Linked DNA regions of Mus musculus: region 1 is linked to region 2. A link is a contact called in public Hi-C data. All regions are on one chromosome and are shown on one strand. The core of a region is the stretch at or near the end of the contact, and the rest is flanking DNA. Distances in the headings are between cores, read along the strand shown. Region 1 has its middle 58 kb from the start of Zfand5. Region 2 holds the start of 4930554I06Rik (RIKEN cDNA 4930554I06 gene).

Region 1 (3,201 bases), core at 684-3,183, 230 kb after region 2:
ACTGTCTACCCACAGGGTCTCCATGAGCTCCAGCAGGCAGTGAAGTGAGCCACAGCAATGTCACAGGGGACACTGGATTCATCCCGCTATTCTAATGATTAAGATCACTGTGAGGACAGGGCTGTCAAGTACTCATATCAAGGGTTATCCCAAACATTCGTTCAAAAGGGCAGCAGAGAAAACTAGAAAGAAAACTCAACTCACTATGTTTTATAATCTACAAGATGTCTCCCATTTTAACTCGTTCAGGCCAGAATACACTAAATATAAAGGCAGTTTTTAGAATAGAATCCTGCTCCTCTTCCCTCTTGCTCCCAAAACAATGTCTCTAATAAATCCCTCGGATACAAAACATATCGAAAACAACAGCTCTGGTAAAAATAGGGGTCAGACCATGTGTTCTGCTCGGCCTCATCCACGCACATCGGAGGCTTCTCGCCGAATAATCTGGAAAGTGCTGTTCAAACAATCTAAACTGGCTGAGGGGCTGTCTGGCATGGAGCACTGTCACCAGGGCCCTATTGTGGTTTGAAAGGACAGCCAGGAAAAGGGACCCAAAAGGAGCAGCTGTGTCTACATTCCCAGCTACTTGCATGAAGCATCTGCGCATGTCTCCAGCCATCTCCCAAGGAGGAGCCCTGACCTTCTGTGAGCTGGCATTACAGAGGGATTGTGGTCCAACCCTGGGCCCAGTGGGTCCTGACAACCCTGTTGTTTACCGTTCATCAGCAGGTGGCCGTTCCAGCACCCTTTGATTTCTGTGGCTCCGGAGCAGTGGGTTTAGACCTCAGATGAATAAGCAGCGGCTCCCTTGGTGTTGACTGGCAGTGGTTCCTAGTGGCCAGGGCCAGGCAAGGTTTAAGAAGGATTAGGCGTAGATTAGAAAAGGGTGGAGGTTAGAGCTAAACTTTACAATCCCATATTGTGGTCTCATAAATGCCTTGGTTTCATAAGAGGATGGCAGGTCGACACCCTTAGCCTTACTGCTCCAGATGTAAAAGCTGGGAGCCAGCTGTTCTTCTCTAGAAGGCCAGGACATGTTGCATGTGGTTCTCTTGTCAGAGTTCTGGATCCTTGGGAATGTGATGAAGGCCCTAGATACATATATATTTTTTTCCTATAGAGCTGTCACAAGTGCTTGGCACATATGAAAACTCTCAATCTCTGTCTCTGTCTCTCTGTCTCTGTCTCTCTGTCTCTGTCTCTCTCTCTCTCTCTCTCTTTCTCTTTCTTCTTATTCTCTTAGGTTCTGAACCACTCAGGCTGGTGATATTCAGAGGATCTGCAGGGCTCAGCACAGGGAGGCCACATTTGTCCCTCATGGAACTGGGATAGGTGTTCTGCCAAGGCCCCAGCAAGTAGCCAGACTCTTCAATGACCCCTGTCATGTTGAATGGACCTTGTCACCAGGCCAGGTTTCCTTGGCAGTCTGGCGACTCGCTGGGGGCCCTGGCAGGTGTTCTTGTTTATTACACAAAGTCTTGCTCCATTCCCTGGCGACAGCTTGCGGACCAAAACTATTTCATCTCCCAGGGCAAACAGGTGAGAGGAGAGAGGGAACAAAACAGAACAAAACAAAACAAGGCAGACAGCTTTTTAAGGCATCGCTTTCTAGGTTCCCTGAAAAACTGTCCCCTGCTCTGAATTAACCGAGTGTTTGTCCACAAGTGAAAGAATTTGTGTGAACCTACCCCCATGTCCCCTCCCCAATTCATTCTCTCTCTCTTTCTCTCTCTCTCATTCTCTCTCTCTCTTCGGGGCTTGTCCTGAAAAACTTAAGAGGAGGCTTATACTCTCTACACCCAAGTAATTAGTCTCATCCTGAGGGTCTTATTTAGAGAGGACCCATGACATTATAAACATGGTGTGGGAGGTGGCCTAAGGAAGACCTTTACTGCTGCGACCTTTACAGCTCCTGTCCACCTCTAACCTTTACCACACAAAATCCTGGCTCAGTACCCTTGCAAGCAGACTATTGGACCCTGAAGAGCCCAATCTGCCAATCACTTTTTGGGCAACAGCAAATAGAATGTGTTACCCCTCCTAATTCCAGTTTTCTCTCAGGTTAAAAATGGTAGTTGTTTCCTGGCCCAATACTGAGAATACAGAGCAAGCTGTACCATATTTCAAACTCCAAGTGAACTTTCAATGACTGTGGACTGCTAATAAGTAATTCCTTATCCTTTGGAACACCGCCAACCTGTGCTGCTATGGTCTGAGTGTGTGTGTCACCTCAGAATACACTACTCTAATAAGTGGCCAGCCTTTGGGAGGTGATGAGCACACAAAAGTGGAGCTCTCCTGAGTGGGATCCGAGTCCTTACAGAAGAGTCCTAGCAGGGGCTAGAGCGATGGCCCAGCAATTCAGAAGAATTGCTCCTCCTCCAAAGGACCTAGGTTCAGTTCCGAGGACCCATGCCAAGCAGCTCACAGCCACCTGAAGCTCTTGCTCAAGAGGATCTTATACTTTTTCACTGCCTGCTTGGGCAACTATTCGCCTAACACACACAAACACACACACACACACACACACACACACACACACACACTAAATGAATAATAAATCTTTAAAAAAAAAAATAAGGCCTCCGAATCCTCAGAGAGTTTTCTTGTCCCTATCCATGGTATGACTATATAGCAAGGGGGTCCAAAGAAAATCCACACACAGGTCCTCACCAGAGACAGAACGTGATGGCCACTTGACCTTGAGCTTCCCAGCCTCCAGAGTCTTATGAAATAAATAGGTGTTTTGTAAATATGCTGTTAGAGCAGGACAAAGAGCTTAAGTGCCAGAAACACACATACAGGCTCACTACCATTTATTTGCACATTTATTTACATGCCACATGCTAACTCCAAGCATGACAATTAAATATTTGTCATCATTTAAGCATTTGGATGAACACTCTAATTCTTAGCAGGAAGGCTGGGGAACACAGGATGTTCATAGAGTACTGTAGAGTAAATAAGTTTGCAAATATTTAAGCCCCTCTCTCCCCTTTATTATCACCTTTAGGCCCATGGAAAGGACGGTAGAGATTTCTGTAAAGATTTATTACAGGTACAAGATGTCCTGTGCCATTTTCCCAGTGGGATCTTTTCCATGACCTTCCCAGTGGGTACCATGACTGTCATTACCACACTTCAAATGTTAACAGAGGCTCAGAGTGGTTAGGTAAATGGCACAGGTCCACAGGGCTC
Region 2 (3,317 bases), core at 24-2,523:
TTTGGCTACTTCTTCCTCTTGAGGCTGACCACCAAGCTCTATCAAAGTATTGAAGTCCAGCAATCAAAAGCCCCTTAGCCTGTACAGTTAAAATTAAACACCTCATTCTAACACAGCGTTTCCCCCTTTACATTTATAAACTGCCCTTTGCTTGTGTGTCTGTCTCCTCTCTAGCCAGAGGTAGTCCTCTGACCCAATCCAGGACATACCCCTGCCTCCTCTCCCTTGTTCCCTTCTCCTGTTTCCTTGACCTTTATCTCCTGTCTTTGTCTCTTATTCTCTGCCTTTGTCCCTCTGGGGCAAATAAATCTCCACTGTGCAGAGAACGTGGTCTTGGGGCTTCCTGAGCCTAGACTATTCCCTTACAAGGTCAAGTCCCACACCTAGTGATGTAATTCCTTTGGTGAAGCTCCCTCTCTTAAGGACTCCATAACCTTCTTACAAAACAGTGTTACCAACTGCTGGCAATAGGCATTTCACATTCAAACTGCAACAACCCCCAGCTACCTCAGATACCCAGGAATGTGGGTAGATGGATGTCAGTGGTTGAGGTCCTCATATGTAGAACCATCAGAAGGATAAGTTATATGTCTTATAAAAGACCATACACTAGATAGCTTTGGGGGGGGGGGAACAATTCTTGTTTCTCACAGTTCTGGAAGATAGGATGTTCACTTAGCAGACTGATTTCTAAAGAAGCCTGCTTTGTCATAGATGGCTCCTCCTCTGTGTCCTCTCATGGTGCAAGAGGTCACTAGTTCTCCAGGGCCTTGATTATAAGGACATTAATTCCATGAATGTGGACTCCACACTCCTATCCTAGCTTCCTTCCATAGACTTTATCTGTTAACACCACCTCTGTGGGACTAGGATTCCAATATATAATCTGAGGCAGCTACAAACTTTTAGTCTTTGAAAGAGCTGCCCAGAATTCCGATAGAGCAAGAAGTGGAAGAAAACGGGAGTACTGTCGGATTGTATCAACGGATGGTTCCTTCATGACTCAGAAAACAAGTGAGGGGACCATCTGCGGGTATTTGAGGTCACAAGGTTCTATTGGAGGCCACAGTACCACCCCGCCCCATCACGTGATAATAGAACCTGAGTACAGTAGATAGAACAGGAAAATACCAAGGGCACGCCCCTTCTGTGATGCAAACCACACTGGTCCTTGTAGTCTGATAGCAGGAGCAAGAGGAACAATAACATACTCTCCTATGACAAGTCAAGGAGGGAACAAACAGTAAAGCCAGCAGGCATCAAGGGAGCAGGCAGTCTCCTCAATGCCCAGAGTGGCACTAGTAACCACCCCAGGAGTGAGTCACTGGCATGGGGGAGGGCTGAGGAAAGGCTGCAGCTCTCGCGCACGCTGGGCTGGTAAACAACCCCAAAGGATCAGAGCCAAACCAGGAAATGCCAGAATATCAACCTGTGGTTTCGGGGTGGATGCCTGGGCCCCACCACAGGGCTGCTACAGGGGTAGTGTCTGGAGATAGAATCCAGAAGGTTCCATTTTAAGCAAGGTTTGAGAAGATCTTTGTTTTTTAAATCAGTAGAACCCAAGGACAAGCAACGGAGCACCTTGGGCTGGACTCTTAAGTTGGGAGACTTTGGAGCCACAGTCTAGCCTCGCTCTCAAGAGGAAGACCAGCTAGGGGTCAAGGGAAGACCCCCAGGGGTAAATCTGCTCATCCAGTGCTTAAGAAAACCCACTTCAAATGTGATATTAGGCCCATCGCCAAGGCCTGACTCAGCTTCTCTCCATGGCCTGTGCTGGGTGTTTGCTTAGGGTTACACTGTGGGCAGGACACAACCAGGAAGAGAAGAGAAGACCTCTTCACCCGCAATGTCCATGGGTACCTGTGTCTGCCCACCCGGAGGCCTTGCTGGCTTAACTAGAAGCATGCTGGCTATTTGAAAGTTTTGTTATTGTTATTCTCTTTGGTCTTGTTTTTATCGTGATTTGGTTTGGTTTTCCACGGGAGTTTGTTTCTGGGTTTAGACGCCTGATTTACTTTCTTCTAAAGCACCCAGGAGGGATGGGGAAATGCTTTGGGTCAGAATACAACATTTAAAAGTAAACGAATGAACTGAGAAGTTAATCTTACTGACTTAAATTTTTATTTCTTCTCTTGTAGATTAAGTTTTGCAAAACAGAGCTTGCTCAATTAAGTAGGATCTTAAAAATCTGAACATGTAGAGGTAGTTTAATTGTATCCATTGAGGGTTTTTTTTTTGTTTTTTGTTTTGGGGTTTTTTTGTTTTTTTGTTTTTTTTTTGCCCCACCCCTTCTCTGTTTGACATAGAGAATCACTGGAATGTATTAAAGACATCAGAACAAAGCCACTGTCTAAGACAAGTTGCATAGGAAATGAAACAATAAAGGTTGAGCAGGGCAGTGTGTTAAATTGAGTCCTAAAATGAGAACCCCAGTCAGGAGAATTGACTAGATCTTCACAAGGTCCTCTCTTCTTCTTCTTCCGGTGTTCAATGTTACCATTTTGTAGATCCTGCTCCCCCACTCTCTCTCCCCTCCCTTCTCTGTCTCTCTTTTTCTGTCTGTCTGTCTCTGTCTGTCCCCACTCCCACACACCCCCTTTGCCTTCCTCCTTCCAAATTGAGTACATAGGTTTTCAAGTTTCAGGAATAAATCAAGCCAATAGATGCTCAGCTTTGGTTGAGGACATGTGAGGAGGAATGGGGGTTTTGTTTGATCAGTTTGGGGTTGTTTTCTTTTGTTTTGTTTTAAGATAGAAACACAACTCATACTATGTTTTTCCTTCTTTTGGTGATGATCCACCCACTGGGTCTTGCCATCAGTGACAAGCTCCGATTGTAGTCGGCAGATGGCCTTTGATTGGCTGGATACCATCAGTGTTCCTTCTGGGTGAGCTATTGAGTAACAAAGTTTCAGAATGCATTTGGTTATTCACACTGTAATTAAAGGAAGGTCCTTGCTTTGCCCGCAGCTTTCCCAACACAAACAGAAGAGGCGTGAGTCAGCGCAGGCAGCTGCCCCGAGGTAGTACAGTGTTTGTTTCTTTTTTTTTTTTCTTTTTTTTTTTTTCTTTTTGCCAATAAAATATGCCTGGGAGGACAAAGAGCAGCAGGAAGCAGTGACACAGAGTGAGCTGGGAAATTCCAGCTGCCCTCCTGCCCTACTTATAAGGAATAGATATGAGTCATTTTTTTTTAAAGATGCAAACAGATGTTGAATTGGCTAACAAAGTCCCATGCAACATTTAGCCTCTTAGGACTTTGTTTCCTCTTCAGCGGAAAAAGAAAAACAAGGTATTATATTTGGACGTGGACACCTG

Evidence for each region. A called contact is a pair of places that touch in the nucleus more often than the background predicts.
Region 1: a Hi-C map of liver shows a contact between it and region 2, with 6 times the contacts expected there. A contact is called at or near these places in 1 of 39 promoter capture datasets (liver) and 4 of 484 Hi-C or Micro-C datasets (all in liver).

What each region holds. Positions count from the first base shown.
Region 1 is chr19:21,328,543-21,331,743 of GRCm38.p6, forward strand. No RefSeq gene overlaps it. Among named protein-coding and RNA genes, the nearest start is that of Zfand5, 58 kb to the left of the region's middle.
Region 2 is chr19:21,103,437-21,106,753 of GRCm38.p6, forward strand. It overlaps 4930554I06Rik (RIKEN cDNA 4930554I06 gene), which reads left to right and starts at 1,274. Exons shown (of 2, transcript NR_126458.1): 1 at 1,274-1,316; 2 at 1,557-2,102.